Regions from separate parts of the Mus musculus genome. Here regions 2 and 3 are each linked to region 1. Evidence: chromatin contacts called from public Hi-C data. All regions are on one chromosome and are shown on one strand. The core of a region is the stretch at or near the end of the contact, and the rest is flanking DNA. Distances in the headings are between cores, read along the strand shown. Region 1 has its middle 28 kb from the start of Wnt5a. Region 2 has its middle 67 kb from the start of Gm35217. Region 3 overlaps Gm35164 (predicted gene, 35164).

Region 1 (4,297 bases), core at 477-2,976:
GCATCCCAGGCATCTGCTGCAGGCAGCCATTGTGCTTCCTGGGCAGACTCTTGGCTCTCTCCTGGCATCAGCCTCCTCATCTGAAAGCTCAGAGACAATAGCACAGGCTCCAGGACCACAGCAGCTTCTATTCACTATGTCCAGGATGTCAGGTTCCCAGGAGAACATGGGAAGTCCAGACACTCTCACAACCTGACATTTTACAAGGACTCTGGTCCAGTAGAGGTCACCTGGCTGTTCCCCTCCCCTTCCTCCATTGGAGGGCGCCATGAACAGCAGGCTGGGAATTTTCTTCTGCACATGAACCATCATGTATCATGTCCCTAGACCCAAACCATTTGGTCTGTGCTCTGGCTCATCACAGTCTGTCATTTTGCTGTGTGGCTTTGGGGCAAAGTTTGTGCCTTCTCTGGACCCCCATTCTTCAACATGTGCATAGTGGTTTGGAAAGTGTCAAGAGTATTTGCCTTCTCCTTTAACCAGCTGATCATATTTGGAGGTGGGAAACAGAACATGGGCAAATGAAGCAAATGGAACCTGGACTACATTGTTTGGCCTTTGTCCTTCTGTCCTCTGTCCTTCTGCCCATTTGCCCATGTGCCTTGCCCTCTCTTTGTCTATCCAGGTGCTCTGTCCCTCAAATCATGACATTCTGTGTTTCAAAACCACCCATAGAGTACTGGCCCTTTTCTTGGCCTTCCTGGGCCTTATCTGTGAAAGGGGCAGTTCCTGGCCATTGTGCATAGGTTCCCAGGGATTTCCCAGGAAGTGGTTTGTGCAGGCAACTGGCCTGGACGTGGTGCTCACACAATAAACGACAAGTGGTAAGTCTTCTATCGGCAGCCTGTAAGTAGCAACTGCACATGACCCACCCCTCGGCCATGGAGAGCACATCTGGGGATGTTACCGAGTGGTGGGCAGAGAGCAGGATGAAGCTGGCTTGCAGCCTGCCATCTCCAGACTGTTTGCAGTGCAGAGAACACGGGTCCTGTCTAACAGGCTGGTTTCCTGGAGGGATTCCTGGCAGGCAGGTACGTTTTCCCACTCAGAGCCTTTCCTGAAATCCATAATCCAGGCTGGGGCCCAAGCTCTCCACCTTTATTCTTCCCCTCTGCATTTCCCCAGGGCCTCTACCAACCAAAACTTTAGCTGGGTAAACAAATCACTCAGACTTTCTCTTGTGAGGAAGGATCACGACTTGGTACCATTTAGGGTGGGGCACTGGGAAAGAGAGAACCCTAAGAGGGTGCCCCAGTGACAAGGGGAAATTTATGCTCCCTGCATTTTTTTTTTCCATAAGAAGCTTCAACCACTTGAATTTGGGGCTCGAAACCCAAGAAACCAGTTCTAAACTGTTTGCACCTCTCCCGCTGCTTCTTGCTAAATTTCATTAGGGCTGACAATTTGTAGAACCACTTACAGTGTAATATGATTTGAATGGCTGGCCCTAACTGTTAGAGATGGAGGCTCCCCTGGGCGTGGGAGCCTAGACACTGGAGACATTTCCCAGGCAATGGGGCCTCCCTGAATTGGGGTGCGGCGGGGCTCTATGAAGGCAGAAGGCAACTCGCCAGACAGGGTGTCCACTCTCAGAGCCAGGAGGGGCAGTCTCTAGCCTCCCTTCCCTTGTTGCCCTGCAATCACTTCTGGTCTTGGAGGCTGAGCAATCTTTGAGTTTCGGCATGCAATAAAACATGCTTGACCACAGGCTTGTGTTGAGCCAGGACTGGAGTTCCTCGCCAAGCCCGCTGGCCAGCAGTCCACATGGGTAGGCGGAATTGATAGTGTGGTCCTGCCTCTGGCATTGCTTTCTGTTTTGGCTTTGTAACTAAAACAGAGCTGATGCCGGAGAGATGGGACGGTCCCGTTTTATTTTTATCCCCTATCAGAGTTTCACGCCCATGCGTGTAAGTGCGGAGTAGTTATGGTGTGTCACAGAATCAGTTTGCGTTTGGATTCCTGCCCTGCCTCATCCTGTGACCTCAGGCACGCCATTTTCCATCCCTGAGTATCAATTTCCTGGTTTACTAAAACTAAGCTGGTGTTTCCTACTCTGCACAATTAATTAGGCAAAGTATCTAAAACAGTCGCGTCGCGTCGACAAGAGCCACCAGCAGCTGTGGGGACTAGCTGAGCTGGAATGGTTAAAGCAGTTCATTCTTCAGGGCATCGAGCCTCATATCAGGGGCTTAATATAGCCACGAAAGTAAACGACGGAATAGCTATAGGATTTCCTGTGAGTGTAGGAGTGCAGGTCTAGATGTGCACCTGCACACATGAGATGCTCAGTGAGCATCTAGAAGGCAGCCAGGCCTTCATCATCTCCCACCGGCACAAGAAGCCTACTGACCAGTGCTGATTTCAGACACACCATGAGAGCCATTTGCTCAGAATATAGACTATGACACTGTCTTAGTATTGGTCATTCCCTTGTTGTTCCTCCTTCTCTTCCTTCTTTCCTCCCCACCACTCCCCTATCTTCCTTTTCTTTTCTTTCCTTTTTAAGACAGGCTTTTGTTATGGAGGGCAGTCTGGCTTCAAATTCCACTACACCTAAATCCCTTTGTAACACTGAAACAAGAGAAGAGTCTTCAATGGCCTGGGAGACAGCCATGGGTACTAAGTAAGGCACAGGATGCAGGGCCCAGGACTATACAGATGGACTCTGCAGCAGCAGGACCTGAAGCTCTGGCTGCCTCAGTTACGGATCTGTTAGCAGTTGTTACAGGCTGCAGGCTGTGGGGTGGGGACCACGGTTACAAAATGATGATGGCAAGGTCTGCCTGAACCAAGGTCTAGGCTCCAGGGAGGAGCCCAGAGCAAGGCATTCATGAATTCCCCTTCACCATGGATTCTAAGTTAACACATGACATCAGCAAAATGCAGATTTAGAACCTACCTTTTGGTTATGCAGATTTACTGTGTAGACAGTGATTCCTAGGGAGTCTGTATTTTCTTAATTTCCTGGGGGGAACCCAGCAGCCTACTCCTACTAAAGAATGAGAATAGGTTCAGGTCTTGGGGGGGGGGTCACTTGTGGGTAATCACAAATGCTCTGGTCTCAAGATGATAATATCCCAGTCATTGGCTCTTAATGAATTACACACACACACACACACACACACACACACACACACACACACACACGTTCCTAATGAGAGGACTTGATTGGTTGTTGCCTGTTGTTCAATCAGCAGTCATTGTTTGGGGTGGTGGGCTGGAACATGGAGGCTCCAGCTTGGTTTCTAAGGGCTAAGCTCCTTCACCTAGCCTATCACATATCCATCCCTGTACTGGATTAAGAGCAGGTCCCCGAAGAAATACCTGCTCTTTTATCTTCAATTTATATTTATATTGTTGTCAAGACTACTGAAGACAGTAAAGGCGTGAAGCAATGTCAGTGTGCAGCGGATGGACAGACCAAGGCGGGGGTGGGGGGGGTGGGGGGGGCGGGGGGAGCGGGGGAGGGGAGGGAGGGAGGTACTGACTTACAAAGTATTAGTCAGACTTGAGGCTGTGAGAGGGGATGTAAGTGAGTCTGGAGGAAATTAAGCTAAGTGAAAAAAGCCAGGTGTGGAAAGACAAACACTGGATACAATTCCACTTAGAGAGTCTAAAATTGCCACATTTGTAGCAAAGTTAGTGGAGCATTATCAGGAGTCCCAGGGCTAGTGGAGAGAAGGAGGTGAACCCAGGTGCTCCTGCCTGTAGCGAACAGTATGATGATACCCTTCAAGACTTACAGATAGTTCTGAGGTGGAGTGAGGAAAAGAGGATGTGGGGGTGGGGAACTGACTGAATTTTAATGATTTTCGAATCTATCTCCTTTGGGGATGTCACTCTTGTGGCTTTATCTGGTGATATCTAGAGACCAGGATGGTCTTTTGCTCCCAAGTTCTGTTCTTTTCCAGGGAGTCATTTGAAGGCGTTTCCTTTACTCATTAGTGTGCTGTTGGTTGTATGGTGTCTTAATGCAGCCTTTATAGTTAGTCCTATGATAATTATGGGTAGTGTAGGGCATCTGACTTGGTACCCAAGGATCCTCATCCTCTTTTTGCATTCAGCATTGATCTTATGCTTTATAATGGAAATGAGCAGGTAAATTTTGCCTCCTGTATTTATGAAAAAAAAAATTAGTACACAGTGTTATCTAGTGTTACGTAGTTCTTATCTCTAAGTGACAAAACAAAACAACAAAAACCAAAACTGGTTTTCATCGATCTCTCTGATGACTGTGGTTGGCTTTTGTGCAATTAAAGTCTCTTTAAACTATAAAAATGGATAGGATGAACAAAGT
Region 2 (4,297 bases), core at 901-3,400, 200 kb after region 1:
CTGACATGATTTCTATAAAACCACACAGATGATGGGTCAGATGGCATTGGGGTTGGTAAGCTTCAGTAAGGACATTAAAGTCTATGAGTCTCCCACTATATCCATACTTTATCCTGTAAGACTCTTAGACCTGATTGTAAGGCTTGTGTACCATTTATAATGAATGATTAACTGTAAGCAAAGGGTTTTCCTGAGATAAATCTACCATACTGTCAGGATGCATCTCTGCCTCATAGCTAGGGTGCCTGAGCACCTCTGACAAGCCACTCAGGGGAAGCAGAAAGCAGTCTGGTATAGGGGTTCCAGGGGTGAGATGGTTTGATTCCCAGCATCCTGTATACCTAGATGCCAATGGGGACCGCTAAGAGTTGGGGACCTCTGCTGGTCCTTGAGCTTCCCCTAAGCACCAGGCAGGAAGAAGATGGCAGAGCCTCGGACTGGGGTGAAATCGAGTCTGGTTCTGAGTGAGTACCGAGAGTGCAGGGGGGCTGGAAGAAGGAAAGCCTTCTCTGGGAGAGTTAGGTTCTTTATGGCAAAGACCAACCCCCACCCCAACAGAGATCCTTGATAAAGAAGACAGACTCTGTCCAAACTGCTTTATTTGATGGTGAATGTGAATGCATATATCTTCCTCAGGGTGAATGAGGGATCAAAGACCTTATGTGGAAAGGGACTCACTGGAAGGGGAGATCATTACCTAAACACTCGGGGCCTGTCTGGAACCCTCGTTAGCATGGAGAACTCTGGGTTTTTATGGTACATGACTGATTGTCCTGGTCCTCTCAGTGGGGTGTCATGGTTATATGTTCCAGATCAGGTAGTTTGGCAGGGAGATGGCTCCATCCTATCATTCTCAAGTCTGAGATTTTCTTGGGTTTAGCCTTGCTCAGCCGTACCAGTTCTTCTGTCGTCCCAAGGAAGAACTTCTTGGATCCAGAACTAGTCAGTCAGAAGTCCTGGGTGCCCTGGGATTTTCAGCTGGTATCTGGCATGGGGGATAGCCCTATATAACTGATGGCTGGATCAGGGGATTTGTGCTAACTGTGGGTGGCTACAGCTATAGTGAAAGCTGATTTATTTTGTTGAGTGCCTTGTGGATGTCTACAGAAAACTGAGGAACTAGTGTCACGAGTAAAGATAACTGTTATCTGACATCAGAAGTTCATGTGAAAATGGCCCAGAGCTGGTGACATCAATTTTAGTGTTGCTGCTGATCTCAGTAACTTGAAAGCCATCCTATCTAAAGAGGACAACAGACTTGCACATTAGCCACCACCACCTTCAATGCACAATGCAGACATTACTAATCAAATTATTCTACCAGACCCAGCCTCTGTCTGCATGTGAGCACATCACTCCCTAATGTCCTGCTATTCAGAACTTTAGAACCATCTTGCCTTTCCCTGCCAAAAATATAATGCTTAATAAGTTTGTCATCTTTCCGGATTGACTCACTTCCAGGTTCCTATTTGTTTGAAAAACAAACTTTTATAGTCTTTAAGCTCTTCTGACTTGGGCTTAGCAATTACTGTGTAGACAATTCATTTATTTTCAAAGCTTGTGTTTTTCCTAGTTTATATATAAAGAACCTGTGGAAGGCATCCCTTTCAATTTACAAAGTTCAATGGGGAAGGGTCCATCTTGATCCTCAACAGACGGAGAGTTGAGCTCTTGCTCTTTGCCCTTGAGAGGTAGACCAAGGGGTCCTGAGAAGACGCAGACATGTGGTATTCATGGCAACTTTGTATGCTGAGCTTAAACCTCTGACTCAAGCTACAGAGACTCCAGTGGCTTCCAGGGGCCAGCACCAGGCAGAATACACTAATGCTTACATCATCCTTAGGCACAGAACCCCGTTACTCCTGTGCTGGGCTTCTCAGGGAAACCTCAGTTTTGTGGCTGGAATGGCAGACCTCACCCAAAAGTTGAGAAGTTCACATCAATCAAAGCACACATTTAGGAATAATCAAAACATAAAGCAGATGCCATTATCAGAACCCTGTGTGTATCCCCAAATGCAAGTCAAACATGCAAAATAAGCTGACATAAAACATGGGGTCTTTCCTTTCTCAAACATTTACTGCTTACTCAGAGAAGGCAGGGCTTCTTCTGAGAAACTGCCAATGTTGTGGTGGACTTAGCCAGACTGAGGGCCAGAAGCTGCTGTCCTGCCATCTCAGTCAGGGATACGGATACACTAAGACCTGAGACAAGCAGTAATAGCTGGTTTGAGTAGTCATATTAATGCTCATATCTCAGAGTTACTATGTCTGGATATGGTGTGTGTGTTATGTCTATGTGGAAAATCTTATTACTCTTATTTTAAAAATTATTGACAATAATATCAAATTCCATGAACAATGCTGATATCAGTTATAACAGGAAATGCTTTAGTCCCCATAAGTGCAAATGCTACTCATATTATCTAATACCTCTGATGCCTCCTTCAATTCTCCAACACCAATGACTTCTGTGCCTCTCAGAAAAAGCCTTTTCCTAATTAAAACAATCTAACAAGTACAGTTAAAGTGAACCTTAAACACAGTAAAAAGAGGAATTACACAGAAGGTAGAAGTAACCTGGGCTCCTCTGAAATATAAGCAGCTACTGTTCCCCGAAGCCCTCGATCCCCCAGGAATGCACTCCCAGATAATGCTGCCTCATACTTTGCCCCCAAATTCTCTGGGTCCAGGAATTTCCACAGTCCTGCCCATGGCCACTTCCTCCCATTTCTTCTCTCTCTCTCTCTCTCTCTCTCTCTCTCTCTCTCTCTCTCTCTCTCTCTCTTTCTTTCTTTTTATTCTTTTTTTTCATTAGATATTTTCTTTATTTACATTTCAAATGCTAACCCGAAAGTTCCTTATACCCTCCCCCGGCCCTGCTCCCCTACCTACCCACTCCCACTTCTTGGCCCTGGCGTTCCCCTATACTGGGCCATTATTTTTAGGTTTGCAATCTCACATTTTATATGCTTATTTTTTCATTTATCTTTGAGATTATAATAACATCATTTCTCCCTTCCCTTTCCTTCCAACCTCCTCCTCTTTTTTTTTTTTTTTTTGTTGTTGTTTTGTTTTTTTCAAGACAGGGTTTCTCTGTGTAGCCCTGGCTGTCCTGGAACCCACTTTGTAGACCAGGATGGCCTTGAACTCAGAAATCTGCCTGCCTCTGCCTCCCAAGTGCTGGGATCATAGGCATGTGCCACCACTTCCTGGCTCCAACCCTCTCCTAAGCCTCTCCATGCTCTCTTTCAAATTCTTGGTCTCTTTTTTCATTAACTGTTGTTATATGCATACAAGTATACCATGTATTATCAAGTTTATGTAAATTTATGCCATTTTAACAGGACACATATTTTACTGTATATGCAGAGTTTTTCTTCTTATATTACATACACACATGTACTGCTGTGTGTGTGTACTGGATATTTTTGTGTCAACATGACACAGCTGGAGTTATCACAGAGAAAGGAGCTTCAGTTGAGGAAATGCCTCCATGAGATCCAACTGTAAGGCATTTTCTCAATTAGTGATCAAGGGGGAAAGGCCCCTTGTGGGTGGGACCATCTCTGGGCTGGTAGTCTTGGTTCTGTAAGAGAGCAGGCTGAGCAAGCCAGGGGAGGCAAGCCAGTAAGTAACATCCCTCCATGGCTCTGCATCAGCTCCTGCTTCCTGACCTGCTTGAGTTCCAGTCCTGACTTCCTTGGTGATGAACAGCAGTATAGAAGTGTAAGCTGAAAAAACCCTTTCCTCCCCAACTTGCCTCTTGGTCATGATGCTTGTGGAGGAATAGAAACCCTGAATAAGACAGTGTGTAATATGGTACGACAGTTCCCTGGGTCAGAAGTTTGACAAGCATTCCCACATGGTTCTCCAGACAGTGGGCACTGGCTAGTGCTCCATTCAGGGCGGGGCTTATTGGCTCCTCCCCCACCAACCCCAGCAGTGACTACATTGTTGCAGTCTTTTGACTGTGCTGTCTTCCTGAGGTCAGTTTTCGGTGAATTAGCACTGTCTCATTGGCTGTGCTGCACTTGTTAGCTCTTGAGTTCACTTCCTGTTCCGGTGACCAGTTCTAAGTCTGAAGCAGCCTCTTTGTGGTTATTGATTACACTAGCTGCTGGTTAATCTGTTTCCCTTGAGTTCACAAATGCTCAGCCTTATTTTTATCGTTGATTCTTTTTTTTTTTTTACAAAAGAAAGAATTTTATTATTTTCTCCTTTTACTTCCTTGTTATCCTTGTGGTGTTTTCGCTATGTATTTGAGAAATTTTTGTCTTAAGATTTTCAGTCTTTCC
Region 3 (4,297 bases), core at 923-3,422, 140 kb after region 1:
GATCACCTAATAGCAGCCTCTGTTTTCAGTGTTAACACTGCATTTTAGCTATTGATTATTTTGATAATTATGGTCACCAATATTAGTAAGGTGCATGAAGCAGGCAACAAAATTAAGTTCTTATCTCAGCCCAAGGACACATTGCTATTATCCTTCTGATTCCAGTCTCCTCCTGATGATTTTCAAAATTCCAATTTTCCCCTTCAGAGACTTTAGGTTCTGTAGTGCCTTCTCCAATTTGCCTGTCAACCACCACTGGCAGTGTATTTTTATAAATCTCTCTGCTCCCTCTCTTAAAGCTTTCTCATACCCTGTCCTCACTGAACCCTTTCTAGACCATGGTTGAATTATTTAATGGAAACCTCCTTCACCAAGCCTGTTTACAAGTGATGGTGAAATCATCAGGGGTGCAAACTTACACCATACACACAGAGTACTCAGTCTTTCTCACCTCTGGCTCAGACTGCTTCCTTGACTTTAGTCAGAATCCATTTTACACTTTGTGGGTACCCAGCGCCATTTATGTGCCCTGTAGTCCATGACAGTGTAATATCCACCATTTCCTAAACTAGTCTACAAACCCAAATACCTCAAGAAACTTGCTTATATCACCCAATTTCAAAGCTGCCTCTTTGCCAGCACCCTCTCACCAGGTGTTGGATTCTGTGGAGAGAGGCTGACAGAACTGCTGTGGGTGGGGCTGTGGTCCAGAGTGCAAGATGGTTGGAAGCATCTGTTTAACAGCTTCACTCATGCCTGAGTCATACATGCCTGTCTCTTCCCTATCTATTCCATCTCTTCTTGTTCTTGGCGTCCTTCTTTCCCTATACTGAAATGCCAACCTTACTACCCAGGTTTAGTCTTTCTAGCAAAATGGCTAATGCTCCTTCAGATCAGCCCTGCTACAAGGGAGGGCTAGTTCCAAGTCAGGCTAATTCCTGAGCCATTGTACTGCATTTGAGAACCAAGGCTTCGGCTTCAAGATTACTTTGCTCTCCCGGAGTTGCAATACAATAACATTTCTTTCCCCAACATGGATTGGGGAAAGAAATATTCTCATGTGAGTTCTTGGATTTTTTTAATGCTCTAATTAGCTTTTGGGAGGTGCATTTAAAGCTGGATAGCAGCTGTGGACTCAGTCCTTTCAGGGCTCCATACTAGGGGGAGTTGAAGGTGTGAAGAGAGGAGAATATGAGCTGTAACTGATGTTACAGCAATTATAATGCATTATATCCCTGGGAAGAGGGAATGGACACAGGACTGAGAGCTCTTTGCCATGGAAGTCATGTCCTTAGTTGCTGTGAGGTCTGTCTTGGATGGTTGTGCATCACAGAGCATCTAAGGAAGGGAGTGGCTTTAATTTTGTGCTTCTAGGAGTACACTCTGACTGGGGAAGCCTGACTGGTTAGATGTTGATTTTTTTGTTTTTTTCTTTTTCTGGAAGGCCATGGCTAGGTTTGCTAAGGCGCATGACAGATGACCCTTGTGAACCAATGTTGGAAGAACCTCTCGTTGGGAAGGTGCCATGGAGAACACTCAGCATCAATGCCCTACAAGTTTTCTTTAATGTCCAGTGTAGCTCATGTTCAAAATAGCAATGGAAATGTGTGGTGTTTATTGCAGGCACATATGTTTGTGATCAAGGTATAGCTCTCAGGGATGAGAAGCAAAATGCAGTCATTTGCTGCTCAGCATCATAGCTCTCATACATTCAACGAAATAGCTTTATTTATCTTCTTCTGCATATAGGACCTTCCATATTGCAAATTTATTGAATGGTTAATGGCCTAAAAGTATGGGGTTCATTACAGAGAGATGTATTTATTGCAGTGTTAATTAAATAAAAGCATTGTAATCTTTCCAAATTGAACAATTACGTTCATTTAAACATTTTAAGGAGAGAAAAAAACTTCTATATACTAATTGAGTTGTATAATGAAAAGCATGTGTAATGGAAATTTAAATAAAACAAATACTGAAATAATTCAAATAATTCTTTAACAATATAAGATGTCTACCTCCGTCTTTATTAGAGATACTCTTAGGGCCAGCCTGCTTCAGAACCCCTGCCCTCAAGGCTGGGCATATGATTTCAGAGCCTCTGGGCCACCCTCACATACCAGCTGGCCAACCCTTAGACATCAAAGTCCTGGTTGGCTACCAGCCGCAGCCCCTGACACTCTGGCCGTTTGCCTGGATCCCGACAGGCTGGCTGGAGGCCTGGAGGCTGAGCTGACAGCCTCTTCTGGAGTCTGATGAATGGTTTCTGGCAACAGATAGCTCTGTTCTGACTGCCTGTGGGAGAAGCACCCTTCAGAAAATGGGTACCGTCTCCTGGCCTGTCCAGGGTAGGAACCCTGAAAAGTTCTTGGTGCTGCTAAGTTTACATCCCAAAGAGCTCTGTGTTTGCTTTTGGAATTCTCACCTCTCTCCATAATTATCAGGCTGGGAGGGGGGTGGCGACAAAACCGTGTTATCTGGTACAGTGAAGAGATTTCCCGATTCCGTGTCCTCCTGTGAAGGTCTTTCGCAGCCTACAGTTTGTGGTTCTCTTCCCTGCTTTAGTTCCGTAGGGCTCCGGCCTAAGCTAACATTAGGTTGCTAGCAAAGGACAAGGAAGCAGAAAAGCAGGCACATTTTCCACCGTGCTGCTCACTTCCTGGTTCTACGGGGGGGATTTGTGTGGGATTCCTGGTTTGCCCGCAGCTTGTTCTCCTGTTTTGAACCAGTCTTCAAGCCAAGCAGGACTCAGTCAGCACCCTTGTCACACACAGACACAGTGTGAGGCAGGAGGGCTGCCCTCACTTTCTGACATGCGGATTTTGCTGGGATTATCGGGAAGCTTAAAGAGAAATGGCTGCCCTAAAACCTTCAATTATTAGAAAGTAGCAACAGTAAGTTGCTTTGGAAGCAAATTCCTGCTTGCCTTATCCTCAGGATGAAGTTTTAGAAACAGGAGTATCTAATCATAATCCTCGTGCTGACTAAATGTATTAATAAAAAGGGCTTATGGAAGCAGGATCGAGAAATGCAGACCGATTAGACGTGTGACACGGGAATATGTGTTCTGTGCCCCATTTATGAACGCCTGCCAGAAGTGTCACTGTAGCCAAAAGGACTAGGCAGACCCCGAAGAATGGAGAAAAAGTCCTAAAGTCAGTGACTATGCCCAAGATTTCCGTGGTGAGATTGATCAAGACAGAGAAATACTAAAAACATGAATGGACTATTCCCTAGACTAACAAGAAACTTGGATTATATAGAGCAGGACTGGACTATGTGCCTTCAGAGGGCCCCATTCAGACTTGTGACTTTCTCTTCCACTGGAAGGAAAGAGATCGTTTAGAGGGGAGCCATGTTTGGATACACCCCATCTTCTCTTCCCATGTGAGTCTCAGCCCGGTCATAACTTCCTGTACAGTGAGCCGGAGAGTAGCATGGACTCCTGGGATTCATCAACCGACTGCCATTGACTGGTGAGGACATCCGTATTTTAGTGGAAAGTCCAATCTCTGATTCTTTTCTCTGTGCATATAGCTTACTAAATGTTTATATTTCAAGTTCATTTCCCCCATTGTTTAATATATTATGGTCATAATCCTAACTGTTGTTGAAAGATACTCTGTTTGCAAGGTTTGAGAAAGAAGGGGTCCTAGCTTGAACATAGTTTGGAGAGCAGGTCCTGAGGTATTTATGAGGAGTCAGCCCCATCTCTTATTCCCAGTCATATCCCACTTTTCAGCAATGCAAAGTTTGAAGAGAAATCTCCCAGGAGTTTCTTGAGTAAAGCCATTAGACACAACAAAAGCAGCAATGATGATTTGCCTATGGCCAGATAGCTACTTAGGATAGAGCTATGATTTGTAATCAGGTATTTAAAGCTCCATCACCAACTATTGGTACTCTATATACTATTATGGCTACCTAATTATTTGGACACTAATTCTATTGGAAATCCATTGCTGCCAGGGCTGAAAATGGTAGGGGCAGCTCCTCATGGACCAACATCATGTCGAACAAATTCCAATGCATCTTCATCTCATGATGGTCTTAAAGCAATCTTGAAACTTCAAACTTTGTGTTCCCATTTCATGGGTGGGCACAGTGAGGTTGAATGTAGCATCAGCCTGGGACTGAGCATCATGGTGATTTGTAATGTTTTTCTCCATCGTTTTTCTCCTCCTCATCTCACCTGTAAAGGAAACAAGCTTGATTTAATGAAGGTGACACTCCCACCAGGCAAGTTTGCTGATCATAGGTGCACAGAAGGAGGGTGGTTTTGTTTTTGTTTTTTTCT

Evidence for each region. Hi-C and Micro-C count contacts between places; a contact is called where the count stands out from the background.
Region 2: a Hi-C map of tail fibroblasts shows a contact between it and region 1, with 2.6 times the contacts expected there. The contact joins two enhancer-like sites. A contact is called at or near these places in 6 of 484 Hi-C or Micro-C datasets (Sertoli cells, embryonic fibroblasts, tail fibroblasts and 1 more).
Region 3: a Hi-C map of uterus shows a contact between it and region 1. The contact joins two enhancer-like sites. A contact is called at or near these places in 4 of 484 Hi-C or Micro-C datasets (nephron progenitors, uterus and ventricular fibroblasts) and 2 of 115 datasets of contacts at active chromatin or transcription factors (embryonic limb bud and embryonic stem cells).

Annotation. Positions count from the first base shown.
Region 1 is chr14:28,531,360-28,535,656 of GRCm38.p6, forward strand. No RefSeq gene overlaps it. Among named protein-coding and RNA genes, the nearest start is that of Wnt5a, 28 kb to the left of the region's middle. Within about 2 kb of position 1,727, at least 30 of the 459 cell types and tissues checked have an H3K27ac peak or open chromatin away from gene starts, as enhancers often do. A contact at or near this core is called in tail fibroblasts and uterus, where this site is marked.
Region 2 is chr14:28,729,636-28,733,932 of GRCm38.p6, forward strand. No RefSeq gene overlaps it. Among named protein-coding and RNA genes, the nearest start is that of Gm35217, 67 kb to the right of the region's middle. Within about 2 kb of position 2,151, at least 9 of the 459 cell types and tissues checked have an H3K27ac peak or open chromatin away from gene starts, as enhancers often do. A contact at or near this core is called in tail fibroblasts, where this site is marked.
Region 3 is chr14:28,673,494-28,677,790 of GRCm38.p6, forward strand. All of the region lies in intron 2 of Gm35164 (predicted gene, 35164), which reads left to right. Among named protein-coding and RNA genes, the nearest start is that of Gm35164, 26 kb to the left of the region's middle. Within about 2 kb of position 2,173, at least 20 of the 459 cell types and tissues checked have an H3K27ac peak or open chromatin away from gene starts, as enhancers often do. A contact at or near this core is called in uterus, where this site is marked.